Regions from separate parts of the Zea mays genome. Here region 1 is linked to region 2. Evidence: chromatin contacts called from public Hi-C data. All regions are on one chromosome and are shown on one strand. Each heading gives the region's core, a stretch centred on a gene start, on an enhancer-like site or on the middle of the called end of the contact. The rest is flanking DNA. Distances are from core to core; before and after follow the strand shown. Region 1 has its middle 80 kb from the start of LOC100381466. Region 2 holds the start of LOC100381466 (putative elongation factor 1-gamma 2).

Region 1 (7,188 bases), core at 1,049-3,548, 81 kb before region 2:
GGTGAAAACTTATGATGTATAGAATGCATGAAGCATATATGGTTGTAAACAGAATACTTTGATGTATATAAATGTATGATAGAATTTAATATCAATATAGATCTATATATATATATATATGTTTGTGTGTGTGTAAATAAATATATATATAATTCAGTATTGTTTGAAATTTTGAAAAAAGGCGGGAAAACTTCCACTGGCGGCTAAATAAAGAAAACCGCCAGTGAAAAGTGCATTTCCACTGGCGGTTTGCTTTATAAAACCGCCAGTGAAAATGCACTTTTCACTGGCGGTTTTCTTTATTCAGCCGCCAGTGGAAATGCGCTTTTCACTGGCGGTTTCCTTAAGAAAACCGCCAGTGAAAATGCACTTTTCACTGGCGGTTTCCTTAAGAAAACCGCCAGTGAAAATGCACTTTTCACTGGCGGTTCCAAAATAACCGCCAGTGGAAATGCTGATTTCCACTGGCCCCTAGCACTGGCGGTACTGAAAAACGCCAGTGTAAATAGGTTTAGAACCGCCACTATAGAACTTCTGTGTACTAGTGAAAGTACTCGGCAAAGAAGGCTTTACCGATGCACGTGTGCCGAGCCCTCTTTGCCGAGTGTTTTTAAGGCTTTGCCGAGTGTTTCAGGCACTCGGCAAAGCCGTCGATTCCGGTAGTGCTAGCAATGCATTTAAGGTAGAAAGTTCTCTCATTTAGGACCTAGCGCGCGCTTGTGCTCCACCATTACGCTGACCAGCCGGTCTAGACAATGTCAGTAATATATCAGCACATATTGTTTTCTTTTTTCAATTTAATATTTATTGTACTTTTATATGATTATTATTATTGATCCTGAGTTTTACATAAATAAAAAATATGCTTTGCGTTTTTTATATCTTGCTTGTAAATTAAACGATTTATATATAGGTCGACCTCGAGATGGTCTTTTACTTATTAAGATAACAAGTTGAGCCAAACTGTCTCATTATCTTAACGACATAGAATAATTATTCATTCAAGCCGAGTTGACACATTATATAGCCTTACTACTATATAGTGATGAGAACATAGAAGTTCCCACATATAGGTATTTTAAACTCACTTTAATGAAAAGAAAGTATTTTATGAATTATTGCACGTCGTTGGTGGACAAAATAGCTAGTGTATGAGCAATCATTGTACGTTTAGTAGGTCACCAGCCCCATGACATGCATGCAATGGCCGATCTAGGGCTAGATCGGACCAACTCTCACATGCAATAAGGTCCACGCACGTTCCCATACTGTAGTGTATAATAATGGCATGTCTGTTAAACAAAAGCTGGAGCAACAAGCTAGCTAGAGAGTGATTTCAGTAGCAGGATAGGCTTCCAAATTATGCCAAGCTATAGGCAAACCGTAATTTTAATTAGCTGCCATTTGGTTTGGTACCAGAAGTTATTACTAATCTCTCTCTCATATCTATTTTATCAAATTTATGTCAGCTTTTTTAGCCTAAATTTCGCTTGCCATTAAATCTTTGGCAAGGCAAAATAATCGTCTGGCTATAAGCCAAGCAGTCCTCATGTCTATCTCTCTCCCTCAGAATATAGAGACAAATCAGCATTGAAAATAAAGTTGCAGGCAACGTGATGAGATATTATTAAACTTCACAGAAAATTAAACCACAGGATCTCCCTTGGCAAAGTATATTAATTGTGAGTTTGTGATAGTTAGATTTAACCTGATCAGGCTAACCGCCTGCACCAGCACAAAACAGCAACGACCCCAAATTAATGCTGCAGTAATTAGATTAATTACAAGCAGTTGAGAGATCTTATTAAACACACAAATGATTTGACTAATTCTTATGCCCAACTATATATATATATATATATATATATATATATATATATATATATATATATATATATATATATATATATATATATATATATATATATATATATATATATATATATATATATATATATATATATATATATATACTATGTGCCAAAACCTTGCCATGAATTTGGAAGAAGACAGAGTACATTTGCTAACGACCAATCTAGCTACATCCATCCCTCGGACCGTTGAGCCAGTAGTAGCTCGCGTTGCCCTTTCAACACTGAAAGAGGGCAAACCTAGAATTAGCTACAACGACATGGCAGCATCTCCTAGCAAATAAAGCATGCAAGAAAATGGCCATACATACCGCGCCTGTCTCTTGTTCGTTAATCTCACGATCACACATGATCCATCTATCCACCAGAGCCAGCTGAGCTCCCTCCCTCCCTCTCTTATTGCTACGACGACTGGGCAGGAGACAAGCAGAAACTGCTTAAACGATAAAAGCGACGGCTCTTCCCACATGACAAGCGCCCACGCGCCCTTCCATGGGCGTGCGGCCAAGATCTGGGCAACTTGTTCCTCCACACACACTCTCGTGATCCCCGTTGGAGACAAGCGCGGCAGCGGGGACGACAAAAGCAGGCTATAGCTTAGCTAATTGTGCGCATTTTTTTGTGCAAAAGGAGCAGGCAGGCAGGCAGGCCGCGGGCAGCAAGCAGGCCGCCGCCGTGCCCACTGACGACGACGATGCCCTCTGTACGTACGTACGTGCGTGCTGCGCCATGCTCTCGCGGTCAGATGAATTGCATGTACATGGGGAGAGGGAGAGCATCGTCACAGCAGTACATGGCATACATACATACAAAAGAGAGTGCACAAGTTCACAAGCCTGCCCGATCGACCGGTTCTCGCCGGCAATGAATGCCCCCAAATATACGATCAGAGATCTTCAGGGCAACATGTACGTGTACGTTGAGTGGAGAGCTGGCGATTTGATTTCAAGCGCATCGATGTCGAGAACTATGTACCGCCGGCCTGCTGTGAGATCTGGCCTCTGGAAGAAGTAGTAGCTAGGTGTGTAGAGGGATCCATGGTGCATGCACGCCAAATATGGATGTGTTGGATTTATGGGTTAGGCCCAATTGATAAATTAAATTAAATTCTAGAAAAATCTCAAAAGTCTATGTATGTGTATGTGTATGGCTAGGGAATGGTGAAACAATTAGTACCATATTGCTAGTCCAAGTTTAGTGAAAATAGTTTAAATATAGAGGCTACACTCAATCACCAAGTCATGGATGAGAGGAGAGAGTGTGGAGAACCACATGCGCGCTCGTCTGGCCGAGCCGAAGGGTCCGGGCGCATGATATACGTGTGAATGGTCCGCCGAAATCCGGCCCCTCGCCTTGTGGGGGCGCGGCTTCCTTTTGCCTTTTTTATTTTTTGGTTGATTGGCTGTTAAGTTTAGAGCCCTAACCGATCGCGATAAAGATCTGAGCCGTTACCGGAACGCGAGTCTATCGGTTCGTGGATAACGTGCAGATCGGATCGCGGATCGTTATCGGTTCACGGACTCGGCCCTATATAAGGCGCCTGTTAGCCAGCGTCAAATCCATCCCCAACACAAGTTAGGTTTTCACCTCTGCTCACAACTGCGCCACAATCGTAGTTCTCTTCATCCCGGCCGCTGATGTGCATTTGTGTTCGAGAGAGCAGGTCTCCGGAACCCTTTCCCTTCGAGATCCTGCACCGGGAGAGGACGAATAAGGTTTTTGGAAAGCGTCCTCACACGACTGCTCGCGATCTTGTCGTCGACCCTGCTGCTTCGACGTCATCGGCCTTGCTGCTTCGACGTCAGCGGCCCCGCTGCTTCAACGTCATCGACCCTGCTGCTTCCGGCCCGCGTCGTCTACCAGTATGTCTAATTAGTATGTGTCATATGCATGATTTGACGGTCATGATTTATATTCGGAATTTAATCTAGAAAATGTCTAATAATTCAACAATCCAAAAACCTTACTGTAGACAATTTCCTAGTTTAACTATGGTTGCTTTTGCCGACGCGCTGAAGCCAGAAAAATTCACTGGTATGCATTAAGAGGTGGCAAGTCAAGGCCACACTCTGGCTTACTGCTATGAATGTGTTCCATGTTAGTAAAGGCAACCCTGAGGGCGAACTAACTCCTGAAGAGGAGAAAAAGTACGACCATGCTAATACTATCTTTACGGGAGCAGTTCTTTGCGTCCTTATTGACCGTGTGGTTGATGCGAATACACAGCACACAGACGGGAAAGAGTTGTGGGATGCACTTACTATTAAGTATGGTGCATCAGATGCTGGCAGTGAGCTATATATCATGGAGAGCTTTCATGATTATAACATGGCTGATAATCGCTCTATTGTAGAGCAAGCTCATGAAATACAGTGTATAGCCAAGGAGCTCGACCACCTTAAGATTGTCCTTCCTGACCGATTTGTGGCTGAATGCATTATTACAAAGTTGCCTTCTACATGGAGGAACTTCGCCACATCTCTAAAACATAAGAGACATGAGATATCAGTTGAAAATCCGATAGCGTCTCTGGATGTTGAGGAGAAAGCTCGGGCTAAGGACACGGGATCTAAAGGAGGCGAGGGCCACTCCAGCGACAACATGGTTCAGAACAACCACAACAAGGGCAAAGGGAAGACAAAATCTAACAAGCCCAACAAAACTACCAACTTCAAGAAGAAGAAGAACAAGGCTGAACTGACATGTTTCGCATGTGGTGAGACGGGTCATTTTGCCAAGGACTATCCTGATCGAGCGGATCACCATGGCAAAAAGGGCAATGTCAACACAGTGATCGCTAGCAATGAGGGAGACAAAGGGTATGGTAATCTACCTTTCATCTTCTCAATATTTCAATCACCTAGTTGGTGGCTTGATATTGGTGTTAATGTTCATGTGTGTTCTAACATTAATTTGTTCTCTTCTTATCAGGGTGCCCGAGATTCCTCCGTCCTAATGGGGAATGGGTCACATGGTTCTGTTCATGGCATTGGCACGGTGGATCTGAAGTTTACTTCGGGAAATATCGTGCAGCTAAAGAACGTGCAACATGTCCCTTCTATACACAAGAATCTCGTTAGCGGAACCCTTCTATGTAGAGATGGGTTTAAGGTAGTTTTGGAGTCCAATAAAATAGTTGTGTCTAAGTCTAGACAATTTATTGGTAAAGGCTATGATTGCGGGGGCTTGTTCCTCTTTTCTCTGTTAGATTTCAATAATAAGTCTGTGAACCATATTTGCGCTAATGTTGATGATCTTGCAAGTATTTGGCATTCTCGTTTGTGTCATATTAATTTTGGCTCTATGTCTCGGCTTTCCACCATGAGTTTAATTCCAAATATCACCATAGTCAAAGTTTCTAAGTGTAACATCCCAAATTCTAACCCAGGTTTGAAACCCTAATCTAACCCCCCCTTCTTATTATCCATCCCAAAACTCCCTTAGATTCTTCCCATCATATGCATACACTTGGTTTGAATATGAACACCTCACTTAGATTTTATTTTCCAGCACCTAGATTATCTACTAAATAAATTGTGCAAAAAGAAAAAGAAACAAAAATGGAAATGGGAATTAGAAAATAAAAAGAAAAAGAGAAAACCCCCTTCCCCCCTGCTGGGCCGAATCCGGCCCATGCCGCGACCGCCTCCCCTCCCCCTCGCGCCCGCACTTCCCCCCTTATGGCCCAATAGCCGGCCCGCTCCCGCGCGCGCAGCCGCTCCGCGCTCCCCTCTCCCTCTCTCTCTCTCTCTCTCTCTCTCTCTCTCTCTCTCTCTCTCTCTCACTGACAAGCCAGCCCCACCTGCCAGCTGCTCCCTCTCGCACGCTCCATCTCGCTGGCAGACCGGCCCCACCGGTCAGCCGCTTCGTCGTCTTCCTCTCGTACGACGCTCCGTCGTCCCCTCCATCGTCGTCCCCTCGCCCATCCCCTCGCCGCATAGGAGAGTTCGCCACCGCCCCGTCCTCGCCGCTTGACCGCGTCCTTGCCCGGTACCGCCCCCGCCGTGAGGTCTCATCGTCGCCGCTGTGCGGCATTAATGCCGGCGCTGTGCACCTCACCGGTGCCCGCCGAGCTCCGCCGCTCCCCTCCCCTCGGGCACCTATAAAAAGGTCGCCCCGGGCACCTCCTTCCCCGCACCGGCCTCAGCCACCACCCTCCTCCCCTCGGTCGAGCTCAATTCGCGAAGCGCCGCCGTCTTCTCCCTCTCTGGTGAGCCCTTCCCCCTCTTCTCCCTCCCTCTCTGTTGGTCCAGCGAGCGATTAAGTTGGCCTACCAGCTTCATCACGTTGCCACGAACTCAGAACACCACTCCCCCGCCCCAATACCTCGCCCGAAGCTAACCGACGGCGATCCCCGCCGCGGAGCTCCGCCACCTCCCCGCGGACAGCCCCTCCTGGCCCCCTCTAGCTAAATTGAGCCCACCCCTAGGTTCGCCAGCCCCTCCCCGTGCTAAGGCACCTCCCCGTTGTCCAAGAACCGGGCCACCGGCGGCCGGGTTTCTTCCCCCGCGGGCGGCCGGTTCGCCCGCGCCGTCGAACTGTGGCGCCGTTTCCCCCTCCGCTCTCGCTGACGTGTGGGCCCGCAGCGACGGCGTCCGCTCCTCGCGCGCCCGCGCCGTCTCCTCTCCTTGGGCCGCAGCTGGGCCAGCGCCCTCGCGCGCGCGTTGCGCCTGGATGGGCCAAAACCGCCCCCCCCCCGGCCCACCTGCGAGGGAATTCCTTTTCTTTTTCCTTTTTCCAACCTTTTCTCATTAATTAGTATTTCTCAATATTTTATGCACCAAAAATTATCAAAATGATTTCTAAAGTCACAAGTAATAATAATGTTAGAAAATGACACACTGCAATTGGAAAACCACTATTGATGTATTGTTTTATTGACTGTTTTTACTAGAAGAAGCGAGGACCGTTGATCCGGAAACCCGTAGCCCTGGAAGAAGGGCCGAAGCCCGATCTCCCGGAAGTAGATCTTTTGTGCCAAGAAAGCTTCGACGAGGCAAGTCCATCCTTCCCTTGATGCATAAATTACCTATTCTTCTACCACTACCTAGGCCGGGATTTTAGGGTGGGATATATGCATTGTGAGCAAAGAGATAGCCTGCATTATCATACCTTTCTTGGGATACGAAATGTGGGTTGGGAGAAAGGGGAATATGATACTTCAAATAAGGTTTCTTTTAAAAAGAGATGTGCGATGAAGGGTACTCACCCTCATCACCTTGGGAGTGGGATGATCAAGGACTCCCTGGTTTAGGGGAGGGCCTAAGGTGTTGGCTTAGCTGGTTTAGGCGTGAGCAGAAGGATTGTCCCCTCATAT
Region 2 (7,478 bases), core at 1,218-3,717:
CCTAACGACCGAAAGCGGATGCTGTGAGCTGTTAGGAATGGCAAAAGGAAGAAGAAGAAGAAACAAAAAAAAAAAACAAATTCTATGAAATTTTATTTCCCTATGGATTCAGATCCGGGACGCGTACAGCTGCACAGCCTGATGTGGAGGACACCGTCACCTGGACCTGGAAACGGGCGACGACGGAGAATACGCTGCCAATAGTTTGCCTCCCAAATCGTGCTTCGAGAGCCATTCCGCAACAATTTGATTTGGAAAGCAAAAGCAGAAAAATAGATGCGAGTTCTTATATTAACGTGGGCGCTGATCCAAAACAAAATCCTAACAGCTGATAACCTGGCAAAAACAGGATGGCCACGGCAAGAGACACGGCTCCGTCTTTGTCTTTTATGTCCTTTTCCGGCTGTAGTTTATTGGAAGCAGGTGCTAGGGTGGGACCGTGGGAGGGAGCATCTCTCTCTCATCCCTATCAATTTCGACTCCGCCGCAAATTAGTGGGAATGGCAACTAGATAGAGCGGTGCCGAAAGAGAAGGGCTAATTCAATGTGGAATTTGTGTGTTGAGGGTTGTATTAAATAGGAAAGAGCAATAGTTTTAGACCGTCTTCAACAGTCATACATTTTATATTAAAGTTCACTCTACGGACAATATAACATATGGTTTTTTTACGACCATATACAAGCTTCGCTAAAGACAACCTAACGAGGATGGTTTAGTCCTTTGGCTATGGGCGTTGGTAGTCTATGATAGTTTTTGTGTGCGTCGTGGTCCTCTTCACCCTTTATAATGAGGACGGTCAAATGATAAGTTTCTTTAAAAGATTTATGACATATCAAAACACATAGTAAAATACAACAACAAAAAAAGCTAGAATGAAAATTGCCATTTTTGAAGATATGATCTAATTTGGGGCTTCAAATCTTTCACTTAAACAAATATCATAAGACGAGGATGTGATCACCAAAGCATGCCCTAAGTGGCTGCAGCAAATGCCTAAAACAATAGTACGCTATTAAAGAAACAAGAAAAGTATAGAAGAATAAGAATACGCTAACTTCGAGCTAGTGGATAAGGTTGGCTAGGGGCAGGATGGAGGATTGAGCCACATCCACTTGTTTGGGGACTAAATGCCATCTCACAAGATTTCGAGATTATGTTAGACATGAATGACAGATCAGATGATGTTTGAAACTATATTATGGCTGATTTGGTGGAAGGAAAATTGGAGGGGCTCCACGGGAAACTTGATTAGCAAGGGAATTTCTACCCCATTGACCCTCTTCAATTCTCTTCCCACCAAATTAGCTCTTAGGACTAGTTTGGAAGGCACAAAACCGGAGTGGATTGGAGGCGCTAAAATTTAATATTTATTCAAATTTCCTCCTTATTCAATTTTAAATAAGCAAGAGATTTTAGCTCCTCTAATTCTCTCTGGTTTTAGACATCCAAACTAGCCCTTAGTGTGAAAAAAAATCTATTACCAAGCACGAATGTATCAGTCGTCAAGATTTCCCTTTTCAAATTTTTTTTGGAAGGGCCACACTGCCAATCGATTAAGAGAGAAAGGTGAGAGGCTGAGGTGCACCTGACACCACTCGGGTCCTAGCACCTTGCGAACTATACAACTAAAGCTCGACTGGGTCCTCATCAGCCTGTACTTAGGGCGGCCTGATAACTTCAGTCCCAGTGTATCTGTTTGGATCTTTGATCCGGGCATATGCGTTGTAGTTGCCATTTTTTAGCTAAACTATTTTCTCGGTTTTTAAATATTTGTAGTTCGCTAGTTTATTTTATAACTAAAACGCGACAAAATAAAAAAATTAAGAGAGTACTATTTTCTATTTGATTACAAAGATACGCTGCCCTCTCGCGTATTCTCAAAATAGAAAGTGATGCTAATCGTACATGCCTGGAGGACATTCTTCATGTGCCTCATGTTTCTTTAGCATCAGGCCATAAACACATTTTTCATTTCTTTGGGACACAAGAACACGTGGTGAGCAGCACACGACTCCCGCTTGCTTCCTTCTTGCGGCGCAGAGAGCCAGGCGCCGCGAGGCGCGGCAGAGAAACCGCGACTGATCGATCAACGAGCGGAATATTGTTTTTTTTTTGTTTCGTGAGCTTTCTCTTCATTTCAGCCCATTATTTAATAAGCCCAGACCATAGACTACTCACTCGCGTACTGGCTATGGGACCAAAAAAAAACACACAAACGGCAAGGCCCAATTGAGTCCACATGGATGGACGCTGATAGCCCCTTGCCAAGCGAAAGCGAGGCTTTAGTAGGCCAACTCTGAGTGAAATTTGGGCTTCTACTCTGGTGGGCCTTGCTCGACTCAGAATCTCGGGCCAATGCGAGCCGTTCAATCAGTTTTTTCGGATACCACATCCAACGGCTGAGATCGCGTGCGCGCAACCTTAGGCACGAGGTCCAAGTATTGCGAGCTGCGCCTCCATAAGACGGCTCGTCGGCAACGCTAGGGTTTTTGGCTACTCCGCCTCCGCTCTCCCCCCTGCTGCGCGCTACTCGCCCGATCTCGCGGTGCTGGTAGCGGTGAAAATGTAGCGAGAGAAATTCGTGTTATTGTCTTGATTTATAGTGTTCTACTCGTGTTTGATTTCGCTGATTTTATTTTCTTCTTCTTCTGTTGCTGTTATGCAGATCTGAGATCGAGTGAAGCTAGCTTTTCATCGATATGGCGCTTGTAAGTGTTTTTTCTAACTAGCACTAGTTATTTAAGTACCTATTTAAGTAGTATGTTGCTCTTAGATTTTCGAAATGCTAGGGGCGTTTAAGTAGCTTGTATTAGCGTGGTTATTTTATTGTAATTTCCATTCGCGGGTTTCTGTGGATTACTACTGTGCAGCCTACATCGTGGATATATGTTATATCTCACATTAACATAAGATTTGGTCGCTAAATTATTGTCCATGGATGGATATAGTTGATTACCCTTATCTTGTTTGCCTTACCTGTTTGTTAGTTACATCTTGGCCCATTTTGACTCGTTAGAGATTGAATTCATTTAGATGCTTACTGAAGTTATGAAAATGGTATCACCTCCCATTTATTCCCATCATCAGATGGTATAATTAGAATGAAGTTGTGACGTAGCAGACGCCTCCTGTTTCACAGGTGATTTCCATAGTGGTTTTATTTAAACATATGGTCGGTCTTTGCCACTCTTTTAGCCAGGCATTCATTGCTTTTAACATTAGGTAGTCTCTGATGCTGATTTGCATAGTAGTTTTCTTTTAACATGTTTGTATATTAATATGCTGCAAGCTGACGAGCATCAAGTCATAGACGATATAATTCTTGCTCTGAGCTTATAATTTTGTGTTAACATGTTACATGTTTGTTGTTTCCAATACAATAAAAAACTCACTCAACTTTTCCCTGAGCTGATAAGCAGAATAGAGTTTAGTTCTGACTCTTCTGACTGAGCACAAAAGGCATATTCAACTTTTCAAGCCCATTTGACTTTATATTTTCCTAACTTTTGTACTAGAGATAGGCATCAGTATGTAGTTGTGGTCTTCTTCATATGATTCCACACTGTTATCAGTTGACACCAATTGTTTACTGGCTTCAGTTGTGCTAGATCAAAGATTGTTTTTTTTCTTTTTCTTTAATTTTTTCTGATTGTCTGATTGATTCTGCAACTTATATTATTAGTTTTTCTGATATATATATGTTTCAGATTGTGATATGTTATGTGTCGGTATGTAGCCATCTGACCAAACCTTCTGCACTGTGTAGGTACTGCATGCTGGCAGTAGTAACAAAAATGCATTCAAAACACTAATTGCCGCGGATTACAGCGGCATCAAGGTTGAGTTGGTAAAAGACTTTCAAATGGGGGTTTCCAACAAAACACCAGAGTTCCTCAAGATGAACCCTATTGGGAAGGTATAAAAAATTCTGTATATGTTAAGATGGTGATAAATAGTCTAGGATGTAATTTGGGCGCTTCTTTGCAGGTTCCTGTCCTGGAGACACCTGATGGTCCTGTCTTTGAGAGCAATGCAATAGCAAGATATGGTAATTTAAATGTTGCAACAATTGGTTTGTTTAGTCTTTTGTTTGCATTTATTTGATTGAGCACCGAATTCTGTCATCTCCCTGAAGTTACTCGCTTGAAGGCTAACAACCCACTTTACGGATCTTCACTGATTGATTATGTGAGTAATGTTCAATATTTCATTCAAATTAATTTTATATTTCTTGAATTTTTTTGCTTAGATGTTTCTGTCCGTTTGAACCTGTGCTTGTTTCAGGCCCATATTGAGCAGTGGATGGACTTTGCTGCGACAGAGGTTGATGCCAGCATTGGAAAGTGGTTGTACCCACGTATGGGGTTTTATCCCTATGCTGCTGTGGTATGTATTGCCATGTGGGTAGCACTTCTTTCTCAATAGCTTGATTGTAGTCTCATATTCTCATTTGCTCAACAGACAGAAGAATCAGCCATTGCTGCTTTGAAGAGAGCATTCGGTTCCCTGAACACCCATCTTGCATCAAACACATTCCTTGTTGGGCATTCAGTGACACTTGCGGATATTGTGCTGACATGCAATCTTTATATGGGCTTTAGCCGTATCTTGACTAAGAGTTTTACCTCAGAGTTCCCTCATATTGAGAGGTACTTCTGGACCATGGTTAACCAGCCAAACTTCAAAAAGGTCATTGGTGACGTGAAGCAGGCAGAAGCTGTGCCACTTCTTCCAAAGAAGATTGCTCCGGCCAAAGAGCAGAAGCCTAAGGAAGCCAAAAAGGAGGCCCCGAAGCCTAAGGAAGCTGAGAAACCAGCAGAGGAAGAGGAGGCTCCAAAGCCTAAGCCAAAGAATCCCCTTGATTTGCTTCCTCCGAGCAAGTTGATTCTTGACGATTGGAAGAGGCTGTATTCTAACACGAAAACCAACTTCCGTGAGGTTGCTATTAAAGGTATGTTTTTAACAATGACTATGGTTACATAGTTTTAACAATGATTTTTTTATAGTTTTAACAATAATTATGCTTACATAAGATATTACTAATTAGAAAGATAAACTATTGAGTAACTTTAAGCAAACATGTGCCTCAAGTTAAATAAGACAGCTGGTCAATTTGGGCCTGTTGGGCTGATAGTCAAGGCCACTGTTCCAGCTGCTGCTGCTTGAGTATTGCTGAGAATATACAACTGTTGGATGGATGAAAGCTGCGGCTGCAACTAGCAGCCGAACAAGTTACAGCTGGGTTCGGCATATCTTTTTGTTTTAATCTAGTGCATTTAAACACCCCATTAAGCGGTTCTCAAAGTTTTGTTTTTGATCTGTTAGTAGTGCTATGCACAAGTCAACTGAACTCAACTCCCATGTATTTTCAGGTTTCTGGGACATGTATGACCCAGAGGGCTACTCCCTGTGGTTCTGTGACTACAAGTACAATGACGAGAACACAGTGTCGTTTGTGACTATGAACAAGGTTGGTGGCTTCCTGCAGCGGATGGATCTGTGCCGCAAATACGCCTTTGGCAAGATGCTTGTGGTTGGCTCTGAGCCCCCTTTCAAGGTCAAGGGGCTCTGGCTCTTCCGTGGCCCCGAAATCCCCAAGTTTGTCATGGATGAGGTCTATGACATGGAGCTCTATGAGTGGACCAAGGTCGACCTCTCTGATGAGGCCCAGAAGGAGCGGGTCAATGCCATGATCGAGGACCAGGAGCCTTTTGAGGGCGAGGCCTTGCTAGATGCAAAATGCTTCAAGTGAGCCTCATCTCTTTGGAGTGCTGCTCAGGAAAGAGTTGTTTAGGTTTTTGGGTCTAATTCTAAAACAGCTATGAATGTTAGTTTTGATCTGGGGTTATTTTCTGTGCTGTGTTGAGACTTTTGGTCATGGTAAGGGAATCGGGGAAGGTTTTAGGCGCGTGCAATATTATGGATTATCGCATTGGAATCGTGACATGTCCATCCTTTACCCTTCTCATAAACGTCCCATTTATATATTTACTAGCTGGATGCTCGTGCGTTGCAACGGGAATATATAATACTAGTATACTACGATAACTTATATATAAAATATGTGTTATATTGTTATGAGAAAATATTTTATAATCAATTTGTGATCCTAGCCATACATAAATTTTGTTATTTTAATCTAGTTATTTCACCACTACATTGCAACCATCAGTATCATGCAGACTTTGATATATGCCACGATTTGTATGGTCTCATCATTGGAGAGCACGAGCACGTTCCACACATGCCGAAAAAATTCCCTCGTACATCGTTAGTCATCAGACACGCACCACCATATGCTCTTGCTTAAACAAAAAGATAAGTGTGTATGTGTTTGCGAAGAGAATTAAAGGCAGGCCGGCACAAAAGCTACCCTGACAGTGGCGAGGATGACGAACTGGTCACTGTTGTCGATCCTCCTCTGTGTCACCTCCGGCGCCAAGATGACACCACAATCCTCGATATAGTAGTCGTCGAACGCACGCGACATGACGAGTACCGATGACTCTTGGTTGGGCTGCCAAACGAAGTGCACCCCGGGCTCATTAGCGAGGTAGTACACTTGGCCGTTGCACCACCGAATGCGCTATTCCACTACATACATCATGTTCGAGGACACTCACACAACGTCAGCAACGTCCATCGTCACAGCGCACAAGAATTCATGTCCGGTCAGTAGCGACTTACGTGGCAGGTTGGGCTTCAGGTGGAAGATGAGCTGGACGGCGTGATGGCGTCGTCGTCGGATGCGGTGTCCAGAACAACCCGAGAGTCGTCGACGTTGGCGACAACCATGAGGCCCCCTGCTTAACGATGGACAGCGCGGTGCAGCTGCTCTGGACCGCGTCCAAGCGGCGGCTTCACGGGAGCTTGTCGTACACAGCGGCGCATGCGACCACGTAAGACTGCTTTTAGAGGTCGAACTGACAGTCTCCAAGCTTCTTCTCGTCATCGATGAGCGACGACAACGCGAATGCCTCCTGCTCATGGAGTTTGTTCGGGGTTTGAAGTAGGAAACATGGATTCATGCTTGACATTGGTTTATGAAAATGACTCACAAGTCTGATCCATGGAAAAGAAAAAAGTTCACACATGCAAAAAGGGAATTTAAGTATAATGCATTATTCAAACAAAAGAAATAGCATGCAAAGCTCTTCTTTAAATAATATTATCTCCATCCAAAAATATAATTCAAGAATATCGGTGATACTTATCTACTACTATGCATTGTGCAATGGTAGCAAGTGAGCTTGGAGAGAGATGTAGTAGATGTGTTTCCTGTCATAGATGTAGACATAAATACATATAGATGGGTGCCCGTGCGTTGCAACAGAAACATTTAATATCATGATAACTTATGAACAAATGTGTGTTATACTGTTATGTGTAAATGTTTCGTAATTAATTTGTGATCCTAGCCATACATAAATTTTGTTATTTCAATCTAACTATTTCATCACTACATTGCAACCAACAG

The links. A called contact is a pair of places that touch in the nucleus more often than the background predicts.
Region 1: a contact with region 2 is called in a Hi-C map of leaf, with 4 times the contacts expected there. The contact joins the enhancer-like site here to the promoter of LOC100381466 in region 2. A contact is called at or near these places in 4 of 25 Hi-C or Micro-C datasets (ear, endosperm and leaf).

The regions. Positions count from the first base shown.
Region 1 is chr5:158,557,976-158,565,163 of Zm-B73-REFERENCE-NAM-5.0, reverse strand. No RefSeq gene overlaps it. Among protein-coding and RNA genes, the nearest start is that of LOC100381466, 80 kb to the right of the region's middle. Within about 2 kb of position 2,298, at least 12 of the 20 cell types and tissues checked have an H3K27ac peak or open chromatin away from gene starts, as enhancers often do. A contact at or near this core is called in leaf, where this site is marked.
Region 2 is chr5:158,476,367-158,483,844 of Zm-B73-REFERENCE-NAM-5.0, reverse strand. It overlaps LOC100381466 (putative elongation factor 1-gamma 2), which reads left to right and starts at 2,467. Exons shown (of 8, transcript NM_001361431.1): 1 at 2,467-2,566; 2 at 2,667-2,709; 3 at 3,768-3,917; 4 at 3,989-4,049; 5 at 4,137-4,189; 6 at 4,286-4,387; 7 at 4,463-4,952; 8 at 5,374-5,945. The coding sequence starts at 2,701. The coding sequence ends at 5,753.